Linked DNA regions of Dromaius novaehollandiae: region 1 is linked to region 2. The links are chromatin contacts, called in public Hi-C maps. All regions are on one chromosome and are shown on one strand. The core of a region is the stretch at or near the end of the contact, and the rest is flanking DNA. Distances in the headings are between cores, read along the strand shown. Region 1 overlaps ATG14 (autophagy related 14). Region 2 holds the start of FBXO34 (F-box protein 34).

Evidence for each region. Hi-C and Micro-C count contacts between places; a contact is called where the count stands out from the background.
Region 1: a Hi-C map of liver shows a contact between it and region 2, with 9 times the contacts expected there. The contact joins the enhancer-like site here to the promoter of FBXO34 in region 2. A contact is called at or near these places in 3 of 4 Hi-C or Micro-C datasets (brain, liver and ovary).

What each region holds. Positions count from the first base shown.
Region 1 is chr5:5,327,590-5,334,382 of bDroNov1.hap1, forward strand. It overlaps ATG14 (autophagy related 14), which reads right to left. Exons shown (of 10, transcript XM_026100040.2): 10 at 1,387-4,525. The coding sequence ends at 4,219. Among named protein-coding and RNA genes, the nearest start is that of ATG14, 18 kb to the right of the region's middle. Within about 2 kb of position 5,367, at least 2 of the 2 cell types and tissues checked have open chromatin away from gene starts, as enhancers often do.
Region 2 is chr5:5,285,758-5,293,268 of bDroNov1.hap1, forward strand. It overlaps FBXO34 (F-box protein 34), which reads left to right and starts at 2,993. Exons shown (of 3, transcript XM_064511868.1): 1 at 2,993-3,134.

The DNA.
Region 1 (6,793 bases), core at 4,117-6,616, 44 kb after region 2:
AACAGCAACTATCCCTCTTGCATATCATTAGTGTTAAAAATTGGTTTACAGAACAATCTTTTGCATCCAGAATTGGTCTGTTTTGAATGTAGCTAAACTGAGCTCCCTGCACTGTCTTGTCTTTTTTTTTTAAGCACCAAATTCAGGTGCAGATTTGTTTCTTCAAAAGCTTGTTTAGGGAGAAGCCAAGGTTAATGACCATACACTTATTTTTCTCAAGAAGGCTATATATATGTGTGTGTGTGTGTGTGTGTGTGTGTGTGTGTGTGTGTGTGTGTATATATATATATATATATATATATTTAATAGTCAGAGTTGGATTTTGGAAATTCAGCTTTTAGTAGAAATGAGAAATAAAGCTGGGGCTGTGTGCTTGGATTCCCTGCCTGGGAGGGGCCGGAGCCTGGACTGAATTTCCAGATATGCCTCTGAAGAAACTGTAAAAACATTTCCATTGTTCCCAAGTTTCCAGTTTTCATTAAACTCCATGCGCTGCTGTCATGAACACCCCTGAAAAAGTCACCCATGCTGGGCCAGGCTCTCCTGCAGTCCCACCTTCACTGCAGCATGCCCTCCTGTTCCTTGCCTCTCTGCTCCCCCTAAAGAGAGGCTGCTAAATGCTGTCTCTGATTTCAGCTCCCTCTTACTGACCCCGATTCGTTTTCTGCAGCATCTTCCCCCCGCCGCCAGCCTCCAGCACTGTCCTTTCCCCACAATCCCCTGCTGAGATCTGCTGCAAAACTGCAGAGAAGGGTCTGAGCTTCTCTGTGAATCATACTTCATGCAAGGTGAAAATGGAGCTGAAAACTCACCCTGAGCCGTTTGTCTTCCCCATCCTGCGTTTGGCAGGTCTGTGCTTGAACCCTGGCGTAAGGACAGGTCTGGGGGCATGACCGAGCCTCGGTCCGCTAAGGCCACCCAGCTCTAGTGGGCAGAGCCTGTTTTTCTGCCAACAAACAGCGCTCTTTGCCTTGCTTAGACACAGAATATTTCACTTCAAGTTACCTGCCTCATACAACAACACATGCTCACGTCCTTTTGAAGTGACCTTGTAAACAGGAGGGTGTTCCCTTGCATGCAAAAGTAATTCACATCCATTAGCTGCATCTGGCAAGGTGAGAAAAAGTCACCCAACAGCATATAGTCCACAGCTGGCCTACATGAGAAATCTGCCAGTTTACATATACGTACATGTGTGTGTCAATGCAGGTATTTTATGTAAGAGTTTTTTAAAATCAGTATTGCATATTTTACCACTTCATGACCACACTGTAAGTTAACTGTGACAGGGTTGGATGCCTGGGACATTTTGAAGGCTGGAAATTCTTGTATACTTTCCCCAGCAGGTTTAAAAAACAAACCACACAGAAGTAACAATTATAAATATACAACTTTAAAAAATTTCTGTTAAAGATTTATTGCAATAATACAATAAAATTTAGAAAAAAAACCATTTGTGTTTAGTTACATCTAGTTCGGAAGTTGCAGAGAGAGAGGCCCAGAGTTTTTGCAGGTGACTAGCAACCGTTAGATACCCCATCTGTGACCCTTCAAAGGCACCTGATTTTCAACAGAGGGATGGGCTCTCAAAATCAGGCCCTTCCTTGGCAGCTCAAATTTGCCACACCAGATCACTGGTCACGGACAAAAGTCACGGCCTAAGTTGAAATTCCTGCATTCATGCTACGCAAATTGTTTTGTAAACTCTCAGCTGGCTGTCTTCAAATATCTGTAATTACGGATGTTCTTTCCCTCCCTCCCCCCTCCCCCAAAAAACAACCTATAAAACAAATCCTGTCAATTGCACTCAAGTTTTGGACACACACATTTTTTTCCTTAGCTACACATGTGCAAAAACACTTTTAAAAAAACACAACCTGTATTCTGTTACAAAAACATTTCTCGAAAGGACCTATCCCAATGCATTTTAACATCCTTGCAATGCCTTTGTGCACTTTCAGAATATTACATGGTTGCAAATAAATTATTTGGAAAACATGATGGTTGTGAAGTTAATATGGCTTAAAAAGGTGTCTGTTAGTTTTGTAAAGTAAGAAAATGAAAGCATACAAAGCTGAATCATGGCCTGGCCTCTAGGGGTTTTAAGTAGCACAAAGGCAGCAATGAAAGAGCAACTGAAATGTGCTTAAAAAAAAATTTAGATGGTGGAGTCCAGTGCAAAATAACTGGGGAAACAGAAAGGGTTGTAAGACGCTAAGAGCCCAATATACAGTACTCATGAGTATGTGCTGGTTGCTCAGAACTGCAAAGAATCCGATAGCTGCAACTAAGTAAAGTGCCGTTAACTGAACGGTAACCAAAGCCGACAGTCCCCGTCCCCGGAGAGAGCCCTGGCGGTTCAGGGACGGGGGGCATAGTCCCAGTTCAGACTACAGTAGTCGAGGAGTCTTAGCTATTCTCTTAACTGTCTTGTTTCCCAAAACAAACCTAACTATTGGATTTAGACCAAAACAGTTGTAGGACTGAGGATGTCTTCATCTAACAACATATGCGCTGTTAGTATGGAGTTAAGGGTCTTTGGTTTAAAAAAAAAAGAAAAGAAAAGAAAGAAAAAAAGAAAAAAGAAAAGAAAAAAAATCTACCGACACCAAATCCCCGTCCCCAAGGCCGAAGAGAAAGAGCTGCCACATGAGACTGGGGGGCTGGGAGACGCAGTATTGAGCGGCACCCTGGCGCACACAAGCATTAGTATGCAAATTGCTTTCTCAACCCCTCCTCAGTGGAGACAGGAGGCAGCGCTGATGGGCCCTGTAGGAAGCACACGTCTCCTTTTGCTGGCCAGAGCAAAACCACCGCAAACCACTCAGCACTGAACAAGGCAGCAGGCTAAGCTGGCCCAGAGCCGGTATCTGAAACACGCACCAGGGCGCTGCCCGACGCCAGGGATGCGGCTCATGCATCACTCAGTGCAGCCTCGCAGCGCTCCACGTTACGAGCCGTGTCGCCATGGGAAAATTACAGGGAAGAGAGGCAGAAGTCTTCCATCTTGGAGGGATGGGAGGCTGCTTTTACATTAGTTTACCCCACGGAGAAGTAAAATGTTCCAACTATAAAATGTAAACCATACATTGGAAGCCTCACTGAGCAAACCCATCTTTAAGTAATACATACCCAAAGGCAGAGGAAGTGGAGGAGCACTTGTTAATGAACGCATCTGTCAGGATCACACCTCCTGCAGTTTTACAAGCAAGCCAACTGCGCTGTGAGCATTTCTGCAGTGAAATGAAATCAACTTCTTGGCATTAGGTAAACAAGAAAAAAACCCCACCATAAACATAAAATAGAATAGGGTTTAAAATGCATATAGTGTGGAGAACAAGTGACTTCATTAAACTAGCTTGAAATGAGGTTTTATAATAAGAAGTGGCAACGTGGTGTTCTGACTGACAAATATTATTGCAGCAACGCAATCCTTCTGTATCGGCGTCAAATGTGGGTCTAGCTAAGAAAATGTCCAGTGTTTCTTTGGTGTATGATATTAAGAGTAAAGAGCCTGTGTGTGCTTTGGACAGCACAACATGAAACTTCTAGACTACCGATCACTGGAAACAGCATGAAACGAACCAGTTTTCCACTGCAAAACTGGGTAAAGATCCACAACCAAATTAAAACAAGAGCAATTTGCTGTGTGAATTCCTGTCCATGCTGATTCTTTGTATTAAAAATATGGCAACAGAGATTAGAAAACATGTTAAAAATGCATAATTGTCATGTCCTGAATGAAAAAAATTTAGAAATATGCATTTTTGCATTATGCAAGACAGATTTAAAACACACAAACAAAAACCCTGTAAGGAGTTAAGAAAATGTGAACTGCATTTGCACCACTGTCCAGACTGAATATTGAGCAGCCTTCTTCCTGTACTCATTCTAATCCAAATACTCCAAAATCCGTTTCTTCTTTAGAAGGTAAAGCAGGCGGCTGCTGGGTCCTTTTTCTTCAATACTCAACAATGCAGACAGAACCAAGACACAAAGTGCCGTCACAGAATCAGTCAGAAGTACGTAGCTAGCTAATTTACAAAATGGTACTGTCACAGTCATCTTGGGTAAATAAAAAGGTTTTTCTGGTTTACAAAATCAAAGTCTGACCTTTTCTTTGTTCCAGGCACTACTTAACTGAATATGTAAGGTTTACTACAGTATTGTCAGGGAGGGATTCCTTCCACAAATCCTATGATCCTTTTCCCATGCTCATTAACGATGTCCAGTGTACGCCTTAAACCATGAGGTCACCGACGCAGCAGCAGAAGAGATCATTCCACCAGCGCTGCTGCTGGCGATGGGCTGAGATACCTGCGTACTCTGACTCTGGAGCATCTCCACCTGCTGCGAGGGGATATCGCAGAACCTAGGGCTCGGCAGGTTCTCCCAGTCTGTCCCTAGATCCGTCTCTTCATCACTGACGTGCTCGTCTCCGCTCTCATCTGTTTCACCAGTGGCACTGGGATCCACAAACTCCATGGAGTCTTCAAGATCAGCACTAATTTCAAAAGGCCCAGACCTGCGAACACGGACACAATGCTGTCAGTCCTTCCAGTACAACGCGAGAGAGGGAACGTCACCTCACTGGTATGAGTCCCAGGCATGCCAAAGCAGCCTGGTGTGTGTGTCATGCCTATAGTAATTAAAACCTCTGTGTTTATCAGTTGGCAAGGAGAAATTCACTGGCTGCAGAGATAACTGTATTATGACAATGGTAGAATGAAAACAGTTGGCCAAGGAAGCGATAGCTGGGTTCCAATCCACTGAGCAGGAACGGCGGAAGAGCTGTTTTACTTTGGCAGTGGATAGTCACACACACGAGCTATTGATAATAACTCACAATTCCACGAGTGGAAATCTCAGCTTGATGTAGAACAGCTTTTATTTTTAAAACGAGCTCTGGCCATGCCAAGACTGCTGCAGCTCTGTCAGCAAGGGGGAGGGTGCAGTTCACAACTTACAGAGCTGGGCTGGCAGAATCCACTAGTGGAGACTACCCACAGCAGCACTTCCCTGTAAGCAGGACCAGGCAAACCTGCTAGTGGAACCTACCTTCAACCAGCACTTAGGGCTTTCTGCCCTTGACACCACAGGCTGCCCAAGTGCCAGTATGGGAGAACTGAAAGCACTTAAGTGCAAAGAAAAAATCTTTTTTTTACTGTGAGGGTGGTCAAACACTGGAAAAAGTTGCCCAGTGAGGTTGTGGAGTCTCCATCACTTGAGATATTCAAAACTTGTCAGGGCATGATCCTGAATAACCTGCTCTGAGAGGGAACTTGGACTAAACGAGCTCCAGAGGCCCCTGCCAACCTCAGCTGTCCTGTGACTGTGCGAGTTCTCTGCTGCCGCTGCCTGGTAGGAGAAGCAATTGCATCCTGCCCAGTCCCACAGCCTTGCACTAAAACACAGGGACCCTGGAGTCAACATCTAAGAAGTCTTCGCCGAGCATCTGCAAACAGTTTCAGCAGTCCATAACCCACAATCGGATTTTCACAGTCAGTGAAAGGTTTATCTCCTACAGCAAGCAGAGCCTCTGTCAAATTTCATTCCAAAGCACAAAGCTCCTACAGATCCTCAGTGAAACAGGAGCAAGAATTGAGCATGGATGAAAGAGTGTTTCTCCAGCCTTGTTTGGAGAAGCCTGAAACAATCATTTAGGATAGAAAATTTTAATCTAAACGATAAAAGCTTGGTAATATTACACACATCTGAAAACAGGAGCTTATAGAGGAAACTATCAGGCAACTACAAACCTAGATACCTAAAGCAAAATAAAGACAGCTGGTTGCTGCAAACTTTGCAGGCAGTTGAGAAATTAAACACTCCTCTTTCATAATGTAAAAAGGAACAGGAGCGCTGCTTTCTGGCAAAGCATTTTGCTTAACAAGGGAACATCAGAAGAGAGTCATCAGGTTTAAGGCCAGAAGGGACCATAATATCATCTACTGTGACCTCCTATATAACAACAGCCGTTAAATTCCATCCAGTTCCCCCTGTCCTGAGCCCAGTAACTTGATGAAATGGATGAAAGCATCTATTCCAGAAACTCATTGAGCCTTGACTGGGAAACATCAGGAAATGGAGAATCTCCACCTTCACTCTTGCAGATAATTAATCTGTGTTAAAAGCATATGCCTCATTTCAATTTAGCTCAGACTCTGCCTCCAATGGTGTTTACGCTCCTCTCTGCAGGACTAAGATGCCATTCAGTAGCCTCCATTTTCTTCCCCATGAAGGTGTGGAAATCAAGTCATCTCTCAATCTCATCTTTAATGAGCTAAAAGAGTTTTTAAAAGTTTAAACTTTCCCTCCCTGGCAGGTATTTTCTCCAGGGATCTTTTTACTCTTTCCCATAACCTCTTCTTTTGCTATGTGGACCCTGTAGATGCCTGTGAAGCTTGGTAACAGTCACACAGAGAAGTGAGTAGACTGTGGCACTTGGATCCTTTACAGTAACTACTTTCTAGAACATAGTTTTTCATTCGCCAGGTATTTCCTGCAATTCCCTTGCTTTCAGACAAGCAGCAGCAAGCACCTCTTTTTCCAAACTGAGCTGTGTGAGAGGGATTTGCCTCCCCTTGCCTTTGGTTCAAACCAGTCGGGATATAACCAAAGAACACAACTAAGTTCTGAGAGACATGAATTCAGTTCATCTTAGTGGCACTGCAGGCTTTTAAATAAAAGCAAGAACAAGGTCAAAAAGTAAATGTCAGAACACGTACGTGTTTGAGGGGGATAAAGCAGTCCTCAGATCTAACTAATATCTAGAGACTGTCCCAGGCACAAG
Region 2 (7,511 bases), core at 1,743-4,242:
ACACTCCTGATGATAATATGATATAATAATAATATGATATTAGGCTTTTATCTTAGCCACTGGAGCTTTGAGAACCCATCTGAATTTTCTGTTTCTTGACATTATAACTGTCATTCCCAGATACATTTTGTACCAAGAAGATACGTTATGTGGAAATCTGCTCATTTGGTCTTCCTACTCTTTTATTCTTTCACGTGGGATATTGTTCATTTTAAGGGTAATTCTCCTTATCCCTGCATAAAGGCACCCTATTGGGGAGCAATACAGAGTGTGTAGGGGAAACTGTCCCCGAACTGCGCTCTGAAATAATTAGCATTTCTGAATACATTTTTGGTGAAATTTCAGGCAAATGGAATTGTAAAGCTGTAGCCCACAGCGTCGCGTGCTTGCTGCTTTCCAAGTGTTGGAGGAAGGCTGCTGTAAGCAAGCGACTGCACGTGGAGCACTGCTTGTTGCTGCAGAGGGTACAAGGTAGCCCTCCTCCTCCTCCTCCTCCTCCGATAGCCTCTTGATTGAGGGCTGCGCAGCAAAACCATTACAGCACCGCTCACTAGTTTAAAAAAACACAACAAATTCTAGGAGCAGAAAACAGAGGCTAAATCACTATCCTCTAACAACTAGGAAGCCCAGTTATGCCTTCCGTTGCGTTTTCTTGCTCTGTTTTTTGGGGGGGTTCATTCTGAACGGTAGCACGTTTTTAATATGAGCATGGGACAATCGCTCACCCCTACCCTGGTGTCTCGGCCTCATCTGTAGGCTGGGCCCACACGTGTGGGAGACACACATTTGGACTCTCACCGGGAGAAAGAGAGCATGGAGAAAACCTTCCCTTTCTTGGGTATTTGCTCCAACATCCAGATTAGTGCATGCAAGAAACTGCATCAAATGTAATCTCTGCAGCTCACAGTGTTAAAAAGAAAACAGTAACCTGGCTCTGCTCTTTCAAAGAGCACCGGTAGACTCCTAAACCCGTGTGTGCAGCCCTGGGACTCCAAGCTGACGGAAACACCCAGATTCTGGCTCTGCGGAGCAGGCCGCACAGATCCCCCTTTCTGATGTTTCCTGCAACCAGGTCTCTGTTGACCATGTGGGATTTTTCACTTGCCCTTGTGAGGTGTCTAACGCTCTCCAGGCTTTAAATGGAGAAGCAAGGTACCTGAGCCCGGGTATTACCTTCCACTCTGGCAGCCTGATACCGAACACTTAGATGCTACTGCATCACATTTTTAAGCACCCATAAGCCATTTTTGAATTGAGACCCGCTTTCTGGTTTTTTCTAAGAATTGTTTGGAGTGGGTGCATTAGGTAAGTTATATTTTCATCCCCTTTAGCAAAAGCAGATGAAGAAGCTGCTTAGTACAGTGGTATTAGACTGTATCTCATCAGTGTCAAGCGGGCTAGTAGTTGAGTTAGGCCAGGACCTTCGAGTTTTTATTTGAAAAGAGCATCCTTTTCCCTAGCTTAGACAAGACTTGCAGTAATTTTAGTTTTTATTTTGGGTTAAAACAGTACACATCTTTTCTCAGCATGTCTCTCTTGTGTCTCCATTGCCCAGAAGCAGCACTTCTGGTATGGAGGCTGGATGTGATCGCTGGAGTTGTTTCACAGCTAAAACAAATGCAAAGGAGATAAGGAACAGCCTGGTTGCGAGCACAACAATGGAAAGCTTTGAGGAATATGACCATTAACGAAGATGGAAACTATAAAAGAGTTATAGTGACTTGGCTAATCCTATGTACTTCTGACAGAGTTAAACTTCTCCAGGTTGCTGATAAGATAGGACAGTTTTTCTTTATCTATTGTTTTTTCAATGTTCAAGGCTACTGAAATGCAAAAGTGCCAGATGGCCCTGTAAGCTAAACAATATACAAAATCTTCCTTATATTATCACCAAATGTCCTGGGAGGGGAGGGGAGAGAGAAAGGTTATTTAATCATTAGAAGTCACTTAGCAGCAAATGACATTCAGCTGTCTTTATCAACGTAAAACAAAAGATTGGGGCCATAGAGCTGTGGGGGCTTTAGTATTACAGGACACGTATTTCATTTGCCTTTAAGTCAGCTGGTGATATCTTGTCCTTGCGTGTAACAGTCACTGAGCTGTGATGCAGCGCTAGTAAAAAGAAATTCTTTTCTACGTGTACAAAAAAATCACTGCAATTGTATAGCAGTGTGCCTGTACGATCTTTCCCCTTGAACGCAACAGCCTCCTGGGTCATCGATAGCAAAATCCCTTCGTTCTCCTGGGGTTCTGCTACCGTCCAGAGGAAACACGGCAGAGATGAGGAGCCCTAGGTTCTGCTTTCAGTCCTGTCACTGAGCCGGTATTTGACCTTTGGAAGTTGTTTCACCTCCATCTTCCCTCCTGTCCTCTCTGTATGTGGTGGCCACAGTCGAGGACTCTAGAGGCTCTGGGCAATTCGTCTCGGCCATCTGAGCTGCCACGTTAACGCGACCCCGGGCCTTGGCTAATCGGCCCTGGACTAAACACCGCGGCGCGGTGCTGCGCTGATGCAGTTACCCTGCTTTTCGGCCTCAGCAGGGCCTCGAGATGGTCTCGTGGCCTCACGTCAAGCGGAGCAGGCACTCTCCCCGCGGCCGCCCTGCCGCGTGCCACAGCAACCGGCCACCTCCGTCTGCCACAGAGCCCTGCTGCTGCCACCGTGGCTCCTCGGTGGCCACCCCGGGTCCCCCAACCCTCTTTCGGGGAGGGGGGAGGCCCCAGCCCACCCAAACTCCTAGGCTCAGGCCACCAACGCGTTGTTCCCCGTTTCCCCGCGCGTTTTCTCTGCGTTTCGCTCCTGCTCCCAGTGCAACCAGTAACCCCCAGCCCGGGGGGGGGGGGGGGTCGGGCCGGGCTGAAGAGCGGCCTCCCACCCGTCAGCAGGGCGTTGCGCGACGCGGCGGGGCGGCCACGCGCGGGAGCGGCCGCGGCCCCCAGGGCGGCGCGGCGCGGCCCGGCCCCGGCGCCGTCCCGTCCCGCCCCGGGCGCGGATTGGCGCGGCCGCCGCGGCCCCTCCCGCCGCCGCCGCCGCCGCTCGGCGCAGGGGGGGGGATCCGGCCGCGCCGCCGAGCCCGCGCAGGCGGCTCCGCGCAGCTCCGCGCCGCCGGGACGCCGCCTCCGCGCCGCACCGGGTAGGCAGCTCGCGGCGCGCCGGGGCCGGGGCTGGGGGCGGCGGCGGCGGAGGGCAGCGGGGCGGCGAGCGGGCCCCGCGGGCCATGGCGGCGGTGGTCGGGCCTGCTCGCGGCGGGCCGCCCGCGGGGCTCCTCCGCGAGCGCGGGGCCTCCGCGCGGGCGCAGCCGGCCGCGGCCCGGAGCGGGGTGGGGAGGGGGGCGCCGCGCTGCGGGGCGCCGAGGCCCCCCTCCGCCCGCCGCCGTCTCCTCGCGGGCCTCCGGGCGAGCGCCCGAGGCCCCTTCCGAAAAAAAGAAGGAAATTACCAAAAAAAAAAGAAAAAATCAAAAAAAAAAAAGTCGTTGCCCGAATCTTGGGGTGTTAAAAGCGCTGTCACCTCGCTGCGGCGTCTCTCCGCGCTCGGCGCCTCCGGTTCCCTCCTTCGGGGAAGGCAGCGTCCAGCCCGGGCGGCGAGGAGGAGGATGAAGGACGGGCGGCGAGGAAGAGGGTGAAGGAAGGGGGCTGCTGCCCCCCAAAAGCGCCCGCTCCGAGGCTCCCTGGGCGATGGCGAGCGTCGCCCTTAGCCGGAGCCGGTTGTGGGCACGGCCTCGTGGCCTAGGGCGCCCGGCGGGGCCACGCGTGCTGGGCACGATGCCCAGTGTCGCCCCGCGTTGCTCTTCGCCGCGCGCTGCCCCGTCTGCAGGGGGGAGAAAAAAGGGAAAATCCGCAACCCTGGAGGCAGGCGGTTGTCTTGGAAGTCCAAAGTCTAAACCCATAAATGCTTGGAGGTGGTTAACGTTGCTGCTGCTTAACGCGGTGGCAGCACAGTGACTGCTTGACTACCAAGAAGGAAAAAACTGCTCTAGTTCTCCGCTGTTTTTGAGCGATTTGAGCAGATTTCAACAGTGCAGCCCTGAAATCCTGCTTGTGCCCGAGCGACTTGGCCTTCAGGGACCGGAAGAATTCCCCGTGCAGCTCCGCTTCGATTGCACCAAAGTTGCGTTTTTGCCCTTGAAATCCTAACCTGAAGCTTTTTCCAGTGTTTTCATTCCTTTCTTATTTTTAATTTTATTTAAATAACTGGCCAATGCCTTGCTGCAGGGGATGGGAGCGTGCTGCGCGGTGGTTTGGGTCCTGCGGGGAGGGAAAGGGAGCGCCTGGCATTGCCTTCCCTCCCCATGGCCCGGCTGAAAGAGCCTCATTGACTCGCGGCGAAGGTAACGTGCCCGGCTCCTCCTTTTAGGTGGTAAACCCATAAATTCGCCCCGGCGCGGGGCCTTGGAGGGGAAGAAGTGGAATGTCAGGGAGCCGCCTGCTCACAAAGACGGTGCCTGTTAATTGCACGACACATATTGAAATTTCCCCTCTGAGTGACAGGGTCCCATTTTAATAGGTGTGAAAAGTTGTGGGATTTGATTTAATACCAGTGTCTTAAAATCTTCTTGCAAGCTCGATATGACTAAGTCATTTCTTTCGTATTTAATTGGAGAGCCAGGCAAAGGTTGAAGGGAACGCTTCATGTTTTGCTAAATGCTCTTTAAAACTCTTCTTTTTTTCCCCCTATTTAGACCAGGATCGTGCGCATACGTGAATGCCTTGTCGAGCTGCAAGTAATTTCCTTGTAGGTGTACGAAGCGTCTTTATGTGTCCCTTAAAACAGGGAGCCCATCCCGCAGCGCGCGGCAGAGCTGGACCCCAGCGTGGCGCTGGCCAGACCCCGGCCACCTCGAACACCTAACAGGCGGGTTTGATACCTGCTTCCAGTGCAGATAACAGCTTTTCTTGCAACCGGTAGTTCGATCTGTAAGGAAAAAAAAGTAGGACTGGGCCCAAGCCTCTGATGAGAAGATAGTTCAGCCTTGGAAGCGTGCGGAGCTCTTGTTCCTGCTGATTGCTTTTCTTGGCTGTCGTGTGGACTTTTTGGTCAGTGGACTTATTGCTAGGCGTTCCTCTCCTTAGATTTAAGCTTTTGAAGGAGATCGTAGTTTAGGGGAAGCTGAGAAACCGACTGGGCAGTGTCGTCAGCCCTGCAGCGGAGAGGGCACAGGAATGTAGGTTTGGTATGTGTGGCGGTTTAGGGCTTTTTTTTTTGTTCTTTTGTACCATATTTTAATGATTCTGTTTCTTTAAGCTATGTTGACTCTGTTAACCTGTTAAGTAAAGTTAGCATGTATTCAAGTTAGCATGGCAGGCTTTAAAATTTGTTTTTAATGTGTGAATATTGCCGTGTAGAACAATATAAGGACTGAATCGGGATAACTGCCCTTAGTGCAGATTCTGGGCGCAGACGTGAAATTAGTATGTGCTTGTTCCCAAATAAATTGTCCTTTTTTCTTCCTGTTGTGGGTGGGGAGTATCTACTGTATCACCTGTTAATCCTACTGTCTCGGTCTTATGCCCGTAGCAGAAGTGGAGGTGTATTTGCTGGTGTGGCTATGGTAGGTAGTTTTAATCCAGTTATTTTGGGCAGCAGGCCTGGCTTTGGTGTAGGGTGGGCTTCTGCGAGTGGCATCAGTGGTGCTCATTTGGGCAGCTAGTTCCTGGTAAAAATCAAGGTTTCTGCAGTGTCATTGCAACGAGTATCTAGGGTAGATGGATTAAATATAGTTCAAGTATGTCTAAATGCGTTGCAGTGCCGTTGCAGTACAGCAATGATAATGTTTATGTAGATCCCTTTCCTGTACATCTGGGGCTCAACCATCTCTTCCATAGGAGCCCCGTGACTACTTCATACTGTTTTAAGGGTAAAAATACACTGCGGAGGTACACATACGTGGCTGTTAAGAAAATGCCAGTTTTATTTTTTTTAATCACTTAGAAATGGTTGCTTGGTATCTTGGGGTGCAGAAAATAGTGCTCTTTTTCACAGGATTAAAAAAAAACTGCTTTAGAAGCTGCAGTGCCTGCAGTTCAGAGCAAAGCAATGCATTTAGGTAACACTGAAGCTGAATTTCTGCCAGTTAAAAATCTTGCTGTCCTAATATGCCATTCTGCACAGTGCTTGGAAGCTAATGTGCAATGTTCTGCTGGCTTGCAGCAAAACAACTAATGATTAAAAATTCAGCAGATGTTGTGGTTCACTTAACTACTTGTTCTTGCATCATTCAGGTCATATCACACAATTAATGTTGCTAATGTTCAATCTAGCTTTTTTGGTTCTAAGAATGGAAATTATCTGAACTACCATGGGATTTATAGAACTGTTTTGGCAGGAACTGGGCTATGCAAAGTAAATTATTCAGAACTGTTTTCATCCTTTCCCTAACTTGGAGAATCTCCTTTTTATTTCTCGGATATTATTTGTTCATGCCAGGCTTTCATTTCTGCAGCCTTTCTCACTTTGATTTCTAAGCGATTTCTTTTGATTGCTTTGAGATGAATGAAATTTCCCCAAGTGTGTGTGGGGGAGGAGCATGATAGGTACCAAGTTTTGCGTTCTTACTTGAACTCAGCATTTCATTTGGCCACAAAAGGTTTTTTTTTTTTTTATGAGAAGTCTCGCTTTGTTTCGGGCAGGATTTCTTGTGCTTTCAGTCCATTTACTTTTAACATTGCAGAGTTTTGGTAAACAGCTGTTCAATCTACTGTGTCCCTCGGTTTGTAAACACTTAGCAACTTACCCTTGCCCTTCCCCTGCTATGTTCCTTTAAATACTTGGTGGTTTTGGGCCCTTTTGAAGCTCATGGAGGTTCTGGAAACCTTTCCTGGGCTGCGTGGAGCTACAAAACAGGCTTGATATGTCAAGTTTTGTACCTTGTTTTTTCACTTCCTTTACCACCTTCCTTTTTTTTGCGTTTGGAAGCTGGTGCCTCTGCTGCAAGACAAGAAGCTGATGTTCTCCTTCGCCTTGAGTGCACTAACTGTGTTTTTGCTTGACCTGCCTGCACTTTCTTGAGGCTTGTCTGCTCACGCTGGAGGTACGAGGTTGGTTGTTGCTAGGTGGATGCCCCGTGACATGGTTGTTGCGTGTCGCTGTACATCTTTATGGACTTGTACTGGTATAAGCCCGATAGAAATACCGAGGTTAAGGAAGACCTACACCTGAGAAAGGTTGCTGGGTCTTTCTCAACGTCTTTGAGAGTAATCGGCTCTCCTGGGGCAGCGGTGGGCTTGTGCGCTTCGAGAAGGTACGTTCAGGACATAGAACGAGGTTGAGTATCTTGGTCAAGGGCATGGATGATCCAGCCATCGTTCAGTGTGGTGCTGCGGACGAGCTGTCGGGCGTTACGGGGCTTAGGAGAAGGCTGCATCTTTTAAGCATGAAGTAAGTGGCAGATCCATAATAAGAACGGAAAAGCTGGCTTTGTGCGTTGGCGATGTGTGATAGATGCACCTGTGAACCTGGTTTTGGAGGAGCAATGGGCGGAAACTGGAGACTTTCAGTTTAAGCACGCTCTTGA